2 separate regions of the Oryctolagus cuniculus genome follow, and region 2 is linked to region 1. A link is a contact called in public Micro-C data. All regions are on one chromosome and are shown on one strand. The core of a region is the stretch at or near the end of the contact, and the rest is flanking DNA. Distances in the headings are between cores, read along the strand shown.

What was found. Hi-C and Micro-C count contacts between places; a contact is called where the count stands out from the background.
Region 2: a contact with region 1 is called in a Micro-C map of ear pinna, with 9 times the contacts expected there. The contact joins the promoter of TOGARAM1 here to the promoter of MIS18BP1 in region 1. A contact is called at or near these places in 3 of 6 Hi-C or Micro-C datasets (ear pinna, psoas muscle and an unstated tissue).

The regions. Positions count from the first base shown.
Region 1 is chr12:30,673,274-30,680,854 of mOryCun1.1, forward strand. It overlaps MIS18BP1 (MIS18 binding protein 1), which reads left to right and starts at 6,131. Exons shown (of 17, transcript XM_002717974.5): 1 at 6,131-6,621. It overlaps LOC138844623 (a long non-coding RNA gene), which reads right to left and starts at 6,169. Exons shown (of 3, transcript XR_011380734.1): 1 at 4,764-6,169.
Region 2 is chr12:30,933,918-30,940,570 of mOryCun1.1, forward strand. TOGARAM1 (TOG array regulator of axonemal microtubules 1) reads right to left here and starts at 3,175. Exons shown (of 21, transcript XM_070053706.1): 1 at 3,071-3,175; 2 at 726-2,866. The coding sequence starts at 2,771. It overlaps KLHL28 (kelch like family member 28), which reads left to right and starts at 3,084. Exons shown (of 5, transcript XM_008269539.4): 1 at 3,084-3,339.

The sequences.
Region 1 (7,581 bases), core at 4,881-7,380:
GACTTAACAATTGACACTCTTGTTTATGGCATCAGTAATCACTCTAGGCTCTTGTCATGAGTTGCCAAGGCTATGGAGGCCTTCTGAGTTCACCGACTCTGATCATATTTAGACAAGGTCATAGTCAAAGTGGAAGTTGTCTCCTTCCCTCAGAGAAAGGTACCTCCTTCTTTGATGACCTCTTCTTTCTACTGGGATCTCACTCACAGAGATCTTTCATTTAGGTTGTTTTTTTTTTTTTTTTTTTTTTTTTTTTTTTTTTGCCAGAGTGTTTTGGCTTTCCATGCCTGAAATACTCTCAAGGGCTTTTCAGCCAGATCTGAATGCCTTGAGGGCTGATTCTGAGGCCAGAGTGCTGTTTAGGACATCTGCCATTCTATGAGTCTGCTGTGTATCCTGCTTCCCATGTTGGATCATTCTCTCCCTTTTTTATTCTATCAGTTAGTATTTGCAGACACTAGTCTTGTTTATATGATCCCTCTGACTCTTAGTCCTATCATTATGATCAGTTGTGAACAGAAATTCATCACTTGGACTAGTGAGATGGCATTGGTACATGCAACCTTGATGGGATTGAATTCGAATCCCCTGGTATGTTTCTAACTCTACCATTTGAGGCAAGTCTGAATGAGCATGTCCCAAATTGTACATCTCTTCCCTCTCTTATTCCCACTCTTATATTTAGCAGGGATCAATTTTCAGTTAAGTTTCAACACTTAAGAATAACTGTGTATTAATTACAGAGTTCAACCAATAATATTATTATTATATATTATTATTATATGTTATTAGTATTATATCAAATTATTAGAGAACATTGGAGAAACCCTGCAAGACATTGGCACCGGCAAAGTCTTCTTAGAAAAGACCCCGGAGGCACAGGCAGTCAAAGCCAAAATTAACTATTGGGATTGCATCAAATTGAGAAGTTTTTGTACTACAAAAGAAACAGTCAGGAAAGTGAAGAGGCAACCGACAGAATGGGAAAAAATATTTGCAAACTATGCAACTGATAAAGTATTAATAACCAGAATCCACAAAGAGATCAAGAAATTCCACAACAACAAAACGAACAAACCACTTAAGAGATGGGCCAAGGACCTCAATAGACATTTATCAAAAGAGGAAATCCAAATGGCCAACAGACACATGAAAAAATGTTCAAGATCACTAGCCATCAAGGAAATGCAAATCAAAACCACAATGAGGTTTCACCTCACCCTGGTTAGAATGGCTCACATTCAGAAATCTACCAACAACAGATGCTGGCGAGGATGTGGGGAAAAAGGCACACTAACCCACTGTTGGTGGGAATTCAAACTGGTAAAGCCACTATGGAAGTCAGTCTGGAGATTCCTCAGAAACCTGAATATAGCCCTACCATACAACCCAGCCATCCCACTCCTTGGAATTTACCCAAAGGAAATTAAATTGGCAAACAAAAAAGCAGTCTGCACCTTAATGTTTATTGCAGCTCAATTCACAATAGCTATGACCTGGAATCAACCTAAATGCCCATCAACAGTAGATTGGATAAAGAAATGATGGGATATGTACTCTATAGAATACTATACAGCACGGCCGGTGCCGCGGCTCACTAGGCTAATCCTCCACCTTGTGGTGCCGGCACACCGGGTTCTAGTCCCGGTCGGGGCACCGGATTCTGTCCTGGTTGCCCGCCTTCCAGGCCAGCTCTCTGCTGTGGCCAGGGAGAGCAGTGGAGGATGGCCCAAGTCCTTGGGCCCTGCACCCAATGGGAGACCAGGAGAAGCACCTGGCTCATGCCATCGGATCAGTGCGGTGCACTGGCCGCAGCGCGCCGGCCGCGGCGGCCATTGGAGGGTGAACCAACGGCAAAGGAAGACTTTTCTCTCTGTCTCTCTCTCTCACTGTCCACTTTGCCTGTCAAATAAATAAATAAAGAATACTATACAGCAGGAAAAAAAAATCCGGTCATTTGCAACAAAATTGAGGAATCTGGAAAACATCATGCTGAGTGAAATAAGCCAGTCCCAAAGGGACAAATATCATAGGTTCTCCCTGATCGGTGACAACTAACCGAGCACCAAAAAGGAAACCTGTTGAAGTGAAATGGACACTATGAGAAATGGTGATGAGATCAGCCCTTGCCCTGTTTTTTGTTTTGTTTTGTTTTTTGACAGACAGCGTGGACAGTGAGAGAGAGAGACAGAGAGAAAGGTCTTCCATTTGCCGTTGGTTCACCCTCCAATGGCCGCCGCAGCTGGCGTGCTGCAGCCAGTGCACCGCACTGATCCGAAGGCAGGAGCCAGGTGCTTCTCCTGGTCTCCCATGGGGTGCAGGGCCCAAGCACTTGGGCCATCCTCCACTGCATTCCTGGGCCACAGCAGAGAGCTGGCCTGGAAGAGGGCCAACCGGGACAGAATCCGGTGCCCCAACCCGGACTAGAACCCGATGCCCCAACCTGGACTAGAACCCGGTGTGCCGGCACCACAAGGTGGAGGATTAGCCTAGTGAGCCATGGCACCGGCTTCCTTGCCCTGAGACTGAGCACCAAAGGGGAAACTTGTTGAAGTGAAATGGACACTGTGAGAAACAGTGACTTGATCAGCTCTTCTCCTGACGGTTGATGTACAATGTAATACTTTATCCATTTTAGTATTTTTTTTGTTCTAGTACCATTGGTTGAACTCTGTAATTAACACACAATTGTTCTTAGGTGTTTAAATTTTAACTGAAAAGTGATCCTGTTAGGAATTTGGAAAACATTATGTTGAGTGAAATAAGCCAATCCCAAAGGGACAAATACCACTTGTTCTCCTTGATAGGTGACAACTAACTGAGCACCAAAAAGGAAACCTGTTAAAGTGAAATGAACACTATGAGAAATGGTGACTTGATCAGCCCTCACCCTGACTGTTGATGAGCAGCTTAATATGTTATACCTCTTAGTATTTTTTTGGTTTGTTCTACTTAATACTTTTGGTTGAATACTGTAATCAATACACAATTCTTCTTAAGTGCTGAAACTTAACTGAAAAGTGTTCGCTGTTAAATATAAGAGTGGGAATAAGAGAGGGAAGAGATGTGCAATTTGGGACATGCTCAAGCTGACTTGCCTCAAACGGTGGAGTTAGAAACATACCAGGGGATTCCAATTCAATCCCATCGAGGTGGCATGTACCAATGCCATCTCACTAGTCCCAGTGATCAATTTCTGCTCACAATTGATCGTAATGATAGGACTAAGAACCAAAGGGATCACATAAACAAGAATAGTGTCTGCAAATACTAGCTGATAGAATAAAAAAGGGAGAGAATGATCCAACATGGGAAGTGAGATACACAGCAGACCCATAGAATGGCAGATGTCCTAAACAGCACTCTGGCCTCAGAATCAGCCCTTAAGGCATGCGGATCCGGCTGAAATGCCCATGAGAGTATTTCAGGCATGGAAAGCCAAGACACTCTGGGGGGAAAAAAAAACCTAAATGAAAGATCTCTGCGAGTGAGATCCCAGTGGAAAGAATGGGTCATCAAAGAAGGAGGTACCTTTCTCTGAAGGGAGGAGAGAACTTCCACTTTGACCATGGCCTTGTCTAAAAATTATCAGAGTCAGTGAACTCAGGGGGCTTCCACAGCCTTGGCAACTCATGACAAGAGCCTAGAGTGATTACTGATGCCATAAACAAGAGTGTCAATTTGTTAAGTCAACAACAGGAGTCACTGTGCACTTACTCCTCATGTAGGATCTTTGTCCTTAGTGTGCTGTACATTGAGATTTAATGCTATAACTAGTACTCAAACAGTATTTTTCACTTTATGTTTCTGTGTGGGAGCAAACTGTTGAAATCTTTACTTAATGTATGCTAAACTGATCTTCTGTATATAAAGAGAATAGAAAATAAAAAAAAAAAACAACTACTCTTAGGTGTTTAATTAATGCTATAACTAGTACTCAAATAGTATTTTACACTTTGTGTTTCTATGTGGGTGTAAACTGTTGAAATCTTTACTTAATATATGCTAAATTGATCTTCTGTATATAAAGATAATTGAAAATTAATCTTGATGTGAATAGAAGGGGAGAGGGAGTGGGAGAGAGGAGTGTTGTGGGTGGGAGGGAAGTTATGGGGGGGGAAGCTATTGTAATCCATAAGCTGTACTTTGGAAATTTATGTTCATTAAATAAAATAAAATATAAAAAAGTCAAAAAAAAAAAAACAACGTAATACATGGTTACATTTGACAAGAGTAGTAGGGGCCCATGCCACGGCTCACTTGGTTAATCCTCCACCTGCAGCGCCAGCATCCCATAAGGGCGCCAATTCTAGTCCTGGTTGCTCCTCTTCCAGTCCAGCTCTCTGCTGCGGCCCAGGAGGGCAGTGGAGGAGGGCCCAAGTGCTTGGGCCTCTGTACCTGGGTGGGAGACCAGGGAGAAGCACCTGGCTCCTGGCATTTGGGGTGGTGAACCTTTCTCTGTCTCTCTCATTGTCTATAGCTCTTCCTGTCAAATAATAAAAAAAAAAAAAAGTAGGATTCCTCTACCTTGGCACCATTGACATTTTAGCCTAGATGCCTTCTAGGATGTTAGTGGCATTACTGTCTATCCACCATACGCAAGTGACACTCTCCCTAGTTGTGATCATGTCTCCAGACATTGCCTTATTGTCCCCTAATGGGATAAAATGATATCTGGATAAGAATCATAGGCCTTGAAGAAATAGCACTTTTCTAATCTCCCCCAAAGCATCATAAGATCAGTTAGTAGTTCCAGAACTTACCATGGTCCTGTGAATATTCCTCAGGCTAAGCAGTCCCAGATGACAACTTCCACACAATATGAGGTTTCTAGTCCCTTTCCTCCTATGTCTGTTTTCTGGACTCTACTTGGGTATGCATGTGTTTTCATGAGTCATGGAATAGTACAGATTATTCCAGACTATGAACTAGAAGAAGCTCTTTCTTCCAAGCAAGGCAGCATGTTGGTGGTCCAACGAACATTATTTCTTTGCCTCTACCCCTTCTCATAGTATTTTTTTTTAAATCTACGAATGGTTTTATCCAATTTTTTTTGGAAAGTTAAGTCATCCTTATGTAAATTTCTGCTGTTGTACACCCTGGAGTACATTGGATATTTGCTACTTCTCATATTAGAAGTAGCCAATTTAAAAAATAAAAATCCGCAATCCCTGGGTGTCTACCTTTAATATTTCAGGGTCTTTATCTAAACGTGTGAGCCATGGCTACCTCTATCATGACGCATAAAAATCTCTCACACCTCACTCTTCAGATGCTTTGGAAGTTGAACGTTTAACTCCTCCAAGTCCCCATCCACTACAAAGTCTGTTTTATAAATGCGGCTTAACATAAAAGGGTCTGTTTTTTTCTAAACATGTCCAGTATTTTCTCATTATGGTGAACAGGCAATTCCACTTTATCCATGTAGATTTGTTTCCCTTCTTTGCATTAATCTGTTTTACATTTGTTTTGGATTCTGAACATACTCGGTGTGCACAACATTTAGTAGATATATAATTAAGGAAAGGGGATTCTAATAGTCACTTGAAAAGAAAAAACGTCTAACACAACCTTTTTGGTCCAGTACTAACAGGAATATTCGAGAGAGGACTCTGGGAATTGAAGAAGCAGCTCTCCTGTCTCAAATGCCGACTAGGGAAAACCAGGAGTGGATTCTGGGAGACAGGACGCGAGGTTTAGGGATGAAAACACTTGTTAGTGTCCCAGCTTCCCCGTCCCCGGGCCAAGACTCAAAGGCGGCGCAGGTCACAGGGCTGCCGGCGCCGGCGCTGGCTGCACAGGTATTCCGCGGTTCTTAAGGCTGAGCTCAGCCTAAGGACAACTGTCACAAACTGCACCGCAATCTAGATTTGTCCAGAGTAACGCGTTTAGAATTCGAAATAATTATAAATTAGAAACGGGGTGGGGGGGGATGAACCCTTCTGGCGGGAATACCTGACACTAAATAACGGTGTGTGAAAGGGCATTTAGCTTGTTCTCCTCAAATAGACGGCTTACTGAGAAAAGCATTCAACAAATCTTGCCCCAGAACGCTACGAGCGGAAAACAGACGGCCACTAATAAGCCCCACTTATAGGCGCGACGGGTGGTAGCCGGGACGGGCCAAACTTGGTGATCGTACTTGCGCCGAAGCTCGCCGGCGGCGTCTGACGAGCGCCTTCCGGACGCAAAGCATTATGGGAGGCGCGGCGGCCTGCGTGGTGGGGGCGCGCCCTGTGGAGACACAACGAACTCTGAGGGGAGTGACGCGCCCACTGCAGTGGCAGCTTGGGGGTCACACGCTTTTTGTGGTCATCGGGCGTTGTCCACGCGGCGCAGGGGCTGCCCTCAGTTTTCTCGAGTCCCCTTGAAACGCACGGTGACGCATTTCCTGAGCGTGCCAATCCCGGGCTGACGGGAGGGCGGGCTCTTCAAATTTGAATTCCCAGACTTGTAAGTGCTGGGGAACCTCGCAGCGTTTGTGAGCGACTCCTGAGGCCCGGCTGCGGCGGACGGCGGTCGTCGTGGGCCTGAGGCGCGAGCCCGTGGGCGTGGAGCTCGCCTGCGCACGTAGCCGAACCGGGACTGCTGTGGCCTCGCCTACCCGGCCCGCCCGCCAAGGTACCACCTCTCCGCCCCGCTCCCCTCGCCCCGCGTTCCGGATCCCTGCGGCCTGCGCGCGTCGCCCGGCTTTGCTATTCGCGGCCCTTCCCAGCCTCTGTTGACTGAGGCAGTGGTTTGTCCGCGGCGCGTTCACCCGTGAGTGGGTGCTGCGTGTCCGCTGCAGCTGTCAAGGCAGTAGAACACTCAGGTTACAGCGGTGGACACTCTAGGTCTGCGTTCTAGAAATCGCCTCTGGGAAAAAATAATTTGAGTTGGAATGATTACTGGGCAGGCAATTTGTTTGTGTCAGTGCCCGGCTCTTCACCTTGGGATCCACGACCCCCAGGGCTGTAGGAACTATCGACCCATCCGACTTAGGTGTTTTTCTGAGGAAACTTTATGCTAGTTGCACAGGTTTTCAGTTGTTAATTTATTTAGAAAATGGAAGGTCCGTCTAGAGATCAGCAATGTTTATAGTTTGATGTACTTCCAGATTTTTTTTTCTGTGCTTATACTCATAAGTTGTGTGCTTTATATGACTTTTTACAGACATATAGTTATACCTGATCTCTTCTGTTTTAACTTTTGGTAGTTTCTATGTCAGTATATATAAAATATTTTCGTATATAATATTGAATATATATGTTGAATTATGTTGATATAGAACTTCTTTCCCCTGATTAGCGGACATTCAGTTTTCTAATCTCCCCAGTTCTCTCGATAGCCTATGTTGCCTATTAGTTAAGCACTTGGGCTCTGTAATCGCATAGACTTGGTTCCTCCTCTTCCTCACTTACTGTGAAGTGTCAACTTGGGCAGGTAACTTTACCAGACTAAACAATAATGGCATCTATTAAAAGAGTTGCTTTAAGATTATATAGCAGCTAACAGGTAGTAAATACTATTTTTATCATTCTGGTAAGTAAAAGAAAGCTCCCTGTTTGAATTTTACATCTGTATTTTTTAGTTAATTGGGTG
Region 2 (6,653 bases), core at 1,925-4,424, 260 kb after region 1:
ATGGTTATAAAAAAGGATGTCATTCTCAGAAGATATGTACCAAGGTATTTAGGAGTGAAGTCAAGAAAACTGCAAATATGGCAAGATGTTGACTAGTTCAGCAAACACAAATACATTAAGATAATAACAAGTGGTAAACATAGATGAAGTATGTGAGTAAATCACTATACTCCTAATTTACCTGTGTATCTGGAATTTTTACAATAAAAACTGGGAAGGTGGATCTCAGTTCAAATGTCACATCTACATTGAAGGCTATTTTGACTTCTTCAGTGGAATTATTTTTTCTATCTTTAGTACCCCCACAGGACTGTTAACTTTTCTATTTTAGCACTAAACAAATTTGTTAACTGCCCTATTGGTTTTTTTCCCCTAAATGAGGTGGAACTGGTCTAATCCCAGAACTTGGATTTTATCTGACACTTAACTAGGTATTCAATGTTTGTAATGTTAATGAAGTTATGGACACACCAAGGTGGCAAGCCAAAATTGAAATCCAGGTATTGTCTGTTTCACATTGTGCCTCAAAATCAATGCAATCCATCTAGGAGGAAAATCTATTAAATCATCTTATGTGACCATAATAGATACCCAATTCAGCATTCAAATTGATTTAAAACAAAACATAACAGCTCTCAAGCAGCCTCTCCCTTAAGTATCACAGCCATATTTTCATTTTAAATTCTTACACAGTTTCAACTAAAAAAATTGGAGAAGAAACATACCTGCTCTATATCCTTGGAACTGGAGGTCTGGTTTTCTCCCATGACTCCAGGCTGCTCATTTTCCCATGGTAACTTATTTTTTCCTTTTCCTGCACTTAATACCCTTCGGGTACAGATAGTTGGACTGTAAGATCCATAAAGCTGCATGCTATCCCTTGTGTTGTCACCACAGTGACAGTGTGCACTCTGAGTTCTGTTACCAGCCAAAAGCCAGTCTGTATCTGCTCCATGTGCCAAATGGCTTGACCTACCCTGGGCAGAAGATGGCATGAGCATTGCATATTCCACAAATCCCTGTTCTGTTAGCCTGGGTAAGGTTTTTCTAGCCAATCTGGCCTGCACAGCATTCATTACTCCATCACCATTATCTTGCAGTTCAACAGTATCCACAGCTTTAAAAAGGATGCTGGTTTTACCTGAGCCCATTGATGATGCCAGCACAGCAAAGGCTTCTAGAGCTGCCTGGCGTACCCTGCGTTTGCTATCTACAAGAGCTGGGGCTAGATCAAAAGACAGCTTGGGTAGGTCAAAATCCTCACTGGGATAAGTCAGGAGGGAGCAGATGCAAATGTTCACCACCTCCTCTCTTACTCTGGAATGCTTATGTTTGAGATGTTCCAGCAGTAAACAAAGCACCTGCTGAGGACCTACTTCCTTCATTAGCTTGAGGAAGATTTTCATGTATTCTTGCTTGATTACCAACTTATTGTCTGCCAGCACTTTGACAGAAGCTGCTATAACTGGTCCCAAGAATTGTTGTACCTGCTCTCCAAGGCGAGTAACTAGTATATGCAGGACCTGAAGTGTGCCATGGACCACTTTGAAGTTAGAATCGTCTAGCAAGTTATACAATAAGCTAATGAAACTAACAAGATTAGAATGAGGGGTAGAACTAGGGTTAAATTTTCCCAGCACCTGCTTTAATTCTTCAACAGCCTGAGTCCGGTTCTTATAGTCTTCCTGATCCAATAATCTTGAATGCAGCTCCTGAGGAATAATCCCAAATTTAAGATTGCTATTGGAAAGAGCCACCGCACAGGGAAGAGGCTCTTCGGGAAAACCAGACGCTTCAAGTTCCAAATAATAAGGAACCTGAGTTCCAAACTGGGTCTCCTGGCGGCGATTGTAGTGTCTCCTCAGAGCAGAGGGCAGGCGAGAGATATAGGACTGAAACCTCTCTTGGCCAAGTCGCTCCCCAATTTGTTGAAGTGCAGAGAAAGCTGTCTCCGATTCTTCTTCTATCTCCTGATCGCCAAGCTTTCGGGCTAGAGAGATGATTACCTCGGTGAGATCCAGGCCAAGCAACAAATCCTCAGGAGTAAGCAAGATCGGGAGCAATAGTGCCGTGGAAGCTCTAAGCCGAGTATCGGTACTTTCCAGTCCTTGCTGTATAAGCATTCTCAGCACCTGGCCAGAACTACGCTTCAGACATATGTGCAGGATCTGCAGCGCATCTTTCCGTAAGGCTGGATTCTCTTCTCGCAAGGAGACAACTAACTGAGGCAGAAGGGCCAGGCTAAAGGCCTCTTCCAGCTGGCCTGCCTCCCCTTGCCCCCGGAGAACGTCCGAGAGAAGTTGCAAGCAGAGCCGCTTCTCATCACTACCCCCTTCCACGAGCACCCGGCCCAGGGCCCTATACAATGCCTCCTTGCGTCTAGGGAAGCCAAGCCGGCCGCCCCGCCGCGGCAGAGCAGCTTGCAAAGCCTGTAAGGCCTCGGAAGGATCCGGGGCGGTGCGCAAGAGTTGAAGGAGCCGAGTCTCCTCTTCATCTCCCGCTGACAAACCACCTCCAGAGCTGGACCAGCTACTCGAGACCGCTTCCGCGGGCATCAAGAGGGTTGAGGCCAGAGGCAATGGTGTAGGGGGGCAGGAACCGTGGTCCCCAGCAGCTCCACGGCAGTAATAGTTTTTCTCTCCTCTCATGGCGCCCCCTATTCGACTATCATCAGTCTCTGAGGTGGAAGGACGACTGCGGCTCTGGAGGCGACCGGCACACGGGGTTGGAAGGGGCGGCAGCAGGAAGAGCGAGGAGGGCGCAGTCGCCATGGAGGGTCGTCAGGTGGCGCTGGCTGGAGGGAACCATTGCCGTCTCCCAGGGGCTCGATGGAGCCCAGCCTTTCAGTTCTTCTTCAAGCTCTAAGCTGCAGAGGATCAGAAGGAACAGCTTTAGCCAGGTGCCAGGCCGCCTCCGACTCCGGGAGGCAGCCTTTGGCAAAATGGCCCCCGCGTGAGCCCCAGACCCCACAGCCGCCACCGGGCGTAACCAGGGGCCCCACGTGACCAAACCGATCGCTTCCATGGTGATGCACCTAGCGCGGCTCCCCTGACCCCGGAAATCAAGTTACCGTGGTGGATGCTGGGTCTTGTAGTCCACGTCAGGTGTTATAGGCCGAAGGCTCCTGGAAGAGGAAGTCAGAACGCTGCGAACGTAGCTAGAGCGCCGAGGAGGACGGGTGGTGACAGAAGGAAGTGACGCTCTCCAAGCTCCGGGCGGAAGCTCCCCGCCCCACCCGTAAGAGTTGGGTTTGACCAGAGCCAAGAGAGGATCTTACCCGGGCTCCACTTGTCCACGGCTCCTCCTCCTGTCGCTGTCAGCGAGATTCCTGGGACTCAGGTATTTTCCTTTTGCTGTCCTCCCGCGGCGCGGGCTTTGGCAGAGTTTTGCCCGAGTGTCGCTGGTGCCAGAATGAGAGGTACGGGAATGAAGGGGAGCTGGCGGGGAAAGAGAGACGACATCTTCTTGTGCAGGGCTGGTGACCGCTGTAAATGCTTTTACTTCTCCACTACCCTGAGTGAGCGCGATGCTTTCATCCTGCCGCCCGCCTAACGGGACCGGCGGTCCGAACCAAGGCCCAGCTCACAGATCGGGTGCTCTTCTCCATTCCTGGTCCTTGGGGCCCTTACTCTCCCCGCCCTCCTCCCCTTGCCCTCTTTTCGTACTTCTCTTCACCTTCTAACGGAGGAGGGCAATGATTTTCTGTCACTTTCCCCTACGCCCGTCACTAAATTCTCTTTAAATGTACATCATCTGGAGCCGGGTCTGTTAGTCTCTGCAGCTAACCGCTCCCCTGTAGACGTTCCTCCGCGGGACTCAGACCTTCCCTCTACCCCGTCTCTGCCACCCGAGGCTCCCTGCAGGATTCTCACGGTCTCAGCAGCCGGTCGAGTCTCCAGGAGACGGAGGTTGCAAAGACGATTTCGGTTGCGGTGCAAGTTCATGGCATCGCGGTCCTAAGAGACTTCTGCTCCGTGGGTTTAGCAACGGTAGACGTTTGTTAAGGCGAACTGAGAATTTAGGCGGCGTTTTCTCAGTGAAACCTAAGCGGACACAGTTGAGTTGCAATGTCTAGTATGAGGCTGAATGATGTGGAGTATGAAATATAGCTGTCATTGTTGTTTTAATGGAATAATACAATTACTGTTGAATCATCCAATGAGGGAGGTCTTAGTTTTTATTTGAATAACTTCAAATGCAAGTATTCCTTCCCTGCTCCGCATGAGATGTCTTTTAAATACTTCTTTAAGTCTTGGAACGGTTGACTCACATGCCAAACCCCTTTATAAATAAAGTTGCTGGCTAGTGCAAGTTCAAAAATCTGAATTTTTCCTTAGAGCACAATTTGAACATCCTGGGTTTCTTTATTCTTGGGGAATAGAGCATTAATGTAAATGAGGCTGTGTAAATGTATATCCTATGTTTTGGTTTAAATTCTAGACAACTTGTTAGTTATTTTGATGTTTAAATGAATGTGTCCAAATTATTTCAGTAGGCCAAAATAAAGTTTATTTTATTTTTTTCTTCACATTTCATTTTAGCGACAGGATAAGGACAGGAAGTGAAAAAGAAAAGATGATTGTAATAGTTGTCAGTGGAAAAGAGTGTCCTCTTTATATTTCCTGCCTAAGAAGATCAAATGTATACTTTCACTTATGTATGTACAGACTTCAGGAAGGCAATTCGAACTAGAGAATGATGCGTAAGTTAGAATGCACACATTGGAATGCCAGTTTGTGTTGGAACAAATTACCGTTTCCAGTGATTGGAATTTTCAGGTTCCAAATCCAGTGCACTCTTCCTGTATCCAAGAACTTGGGAAGCCAGGTTAATAACTAGAGGTTATGTGGTAATCATGAAATCAGAGAAGAGAAACTTGGAAAATCTTGAATGATATTTCATCATCAACTCTATGGTAGAAGCTTAAGAATTACCCCTTCTCTCTATGAAGAATACTTTTTAAGGTACCTAGATTCTTAAATCCAGCCATTATCATATCCTTTCCCTATGAGCAAAGCTAGATGAGTATTGCTTTTGACCCTTCTTTTTCCTCTGGTCTCTGTATCACTGTATGTTATAGAGTGTAATTTATTTTATATCTGTTAGATTTTGTCATCTTGATGAAGACATGAAAAATACATTAGTCTTCATGATTTGATATTTTAAAAAATGCATCTTCGTTGGCATCACAGATTTTACTAATTATCTTTTAGGATTACATGTGGACATAAATCTCATCTATTGTATATTTTGTTTATTTCTATCACAAGAACAAAGTTTTTTTAAAAAAATATTATTCTTGGGGCCAGTGCTGTAGCACAGTAGGTCAACACCCTGGCCTGAAGCGCTGGCATCCCATATGGGTGCCCATTCATGACCTGGCTGCTCCACTTCCAATCCAGCTCTCTGTTATGTCCTAGGAAAGCAGTAGAAGATGGCCCCCCTGCACCCATGAGGGAGACCCAGAAAAAGCTCCTGGCTCCTGGCTTTAGATGGGCGCAGCTCCAGCTGTTGCGGCCTTCTGGGAAGTGAACCAGAGGATGGAAGATCTCTCTCTGTCTGCCTCTCCTCTCTCTGTGTAACTCCGACTTTCAAATAAATAAAAAATAAAAAAAATTATTCTTGAATTCTAAGGATCCCTGTGTACTAACTAGGAAATCTTTTATATTTAATTGTAGATATGTAGAGTACAAATTGTTATTCAAATTCTAGAATAGTGAAACACACTATTTTTTAAAAAGATTTTTTTATTTATTTGAAAGTCAGAGTTACACAGAGAGAGATCAGCACAGCTGATCAGCTGTGAGAGATCAGCACAGCGCCGACGAGCGAGAGTGTTAAAATTACAGGATAAATTTAGATTTTTCCATTATTAATCATTCATCCCTTTTATTATATATTATTTTATAGTATATTTCAGTCTATCCTTTTTGAGTTTTTATCTTGAATCTTTAGCTTTTGTTTGAGTCAAAATCTTATTTATTTATTTATTTATTTTTTGTACTGGCAGAGTTAGACAGTGAGAGAGACAGAGAGAAAGGTCTTCCTTCCATTGGTTCACCCCCCAAATGGCTGCTATGGCCAGAACTATGCTGATCTGAAACCAGGAGCCAGGTGCTTCTCCTGGTCTCCCATGCGGGTGCAGGGCCCAAGCACTTGGGCCATCCTCCACTGCACTCCCGGGCCACAGCAGAGAGCTGGACTGGAAGAGGAGCAACCAGGACAGAATCCGGTGCCCCAACCGGGACTAGAACCCGATGTGCTGGTGCTGCAGGCAGAAGATTAGCCTAGTGAGCCACGGCGCCTGCCAAGTCAAAACTTTAATGACACTATGAATTTAGCTTTATACATGTAGGATTAAGTAGGCTTTCTTTTTTATAGTTTATTTGAGAGACAAAGAAAGAAGGAGCTTCTGTCCACTGGTTCACTACCCAAATGCCTACAACATCTAGAGACCAGGACACCTGTGCTGGACCAGGCCAATTCCGGGAACTGAGAACTTAATCCAGGTTTCCTATGTGGGTGGCAGGGAGCCATCCTCATCCTCTGCTGCCTCTCCTTTCAGCATGTCTATTAGCAGGAAGCTGGAATTAGGAGTGAAGCTGGGACTCTAACCCAGGCACTCTGATATGGGATGCAGGCACACAAACAGC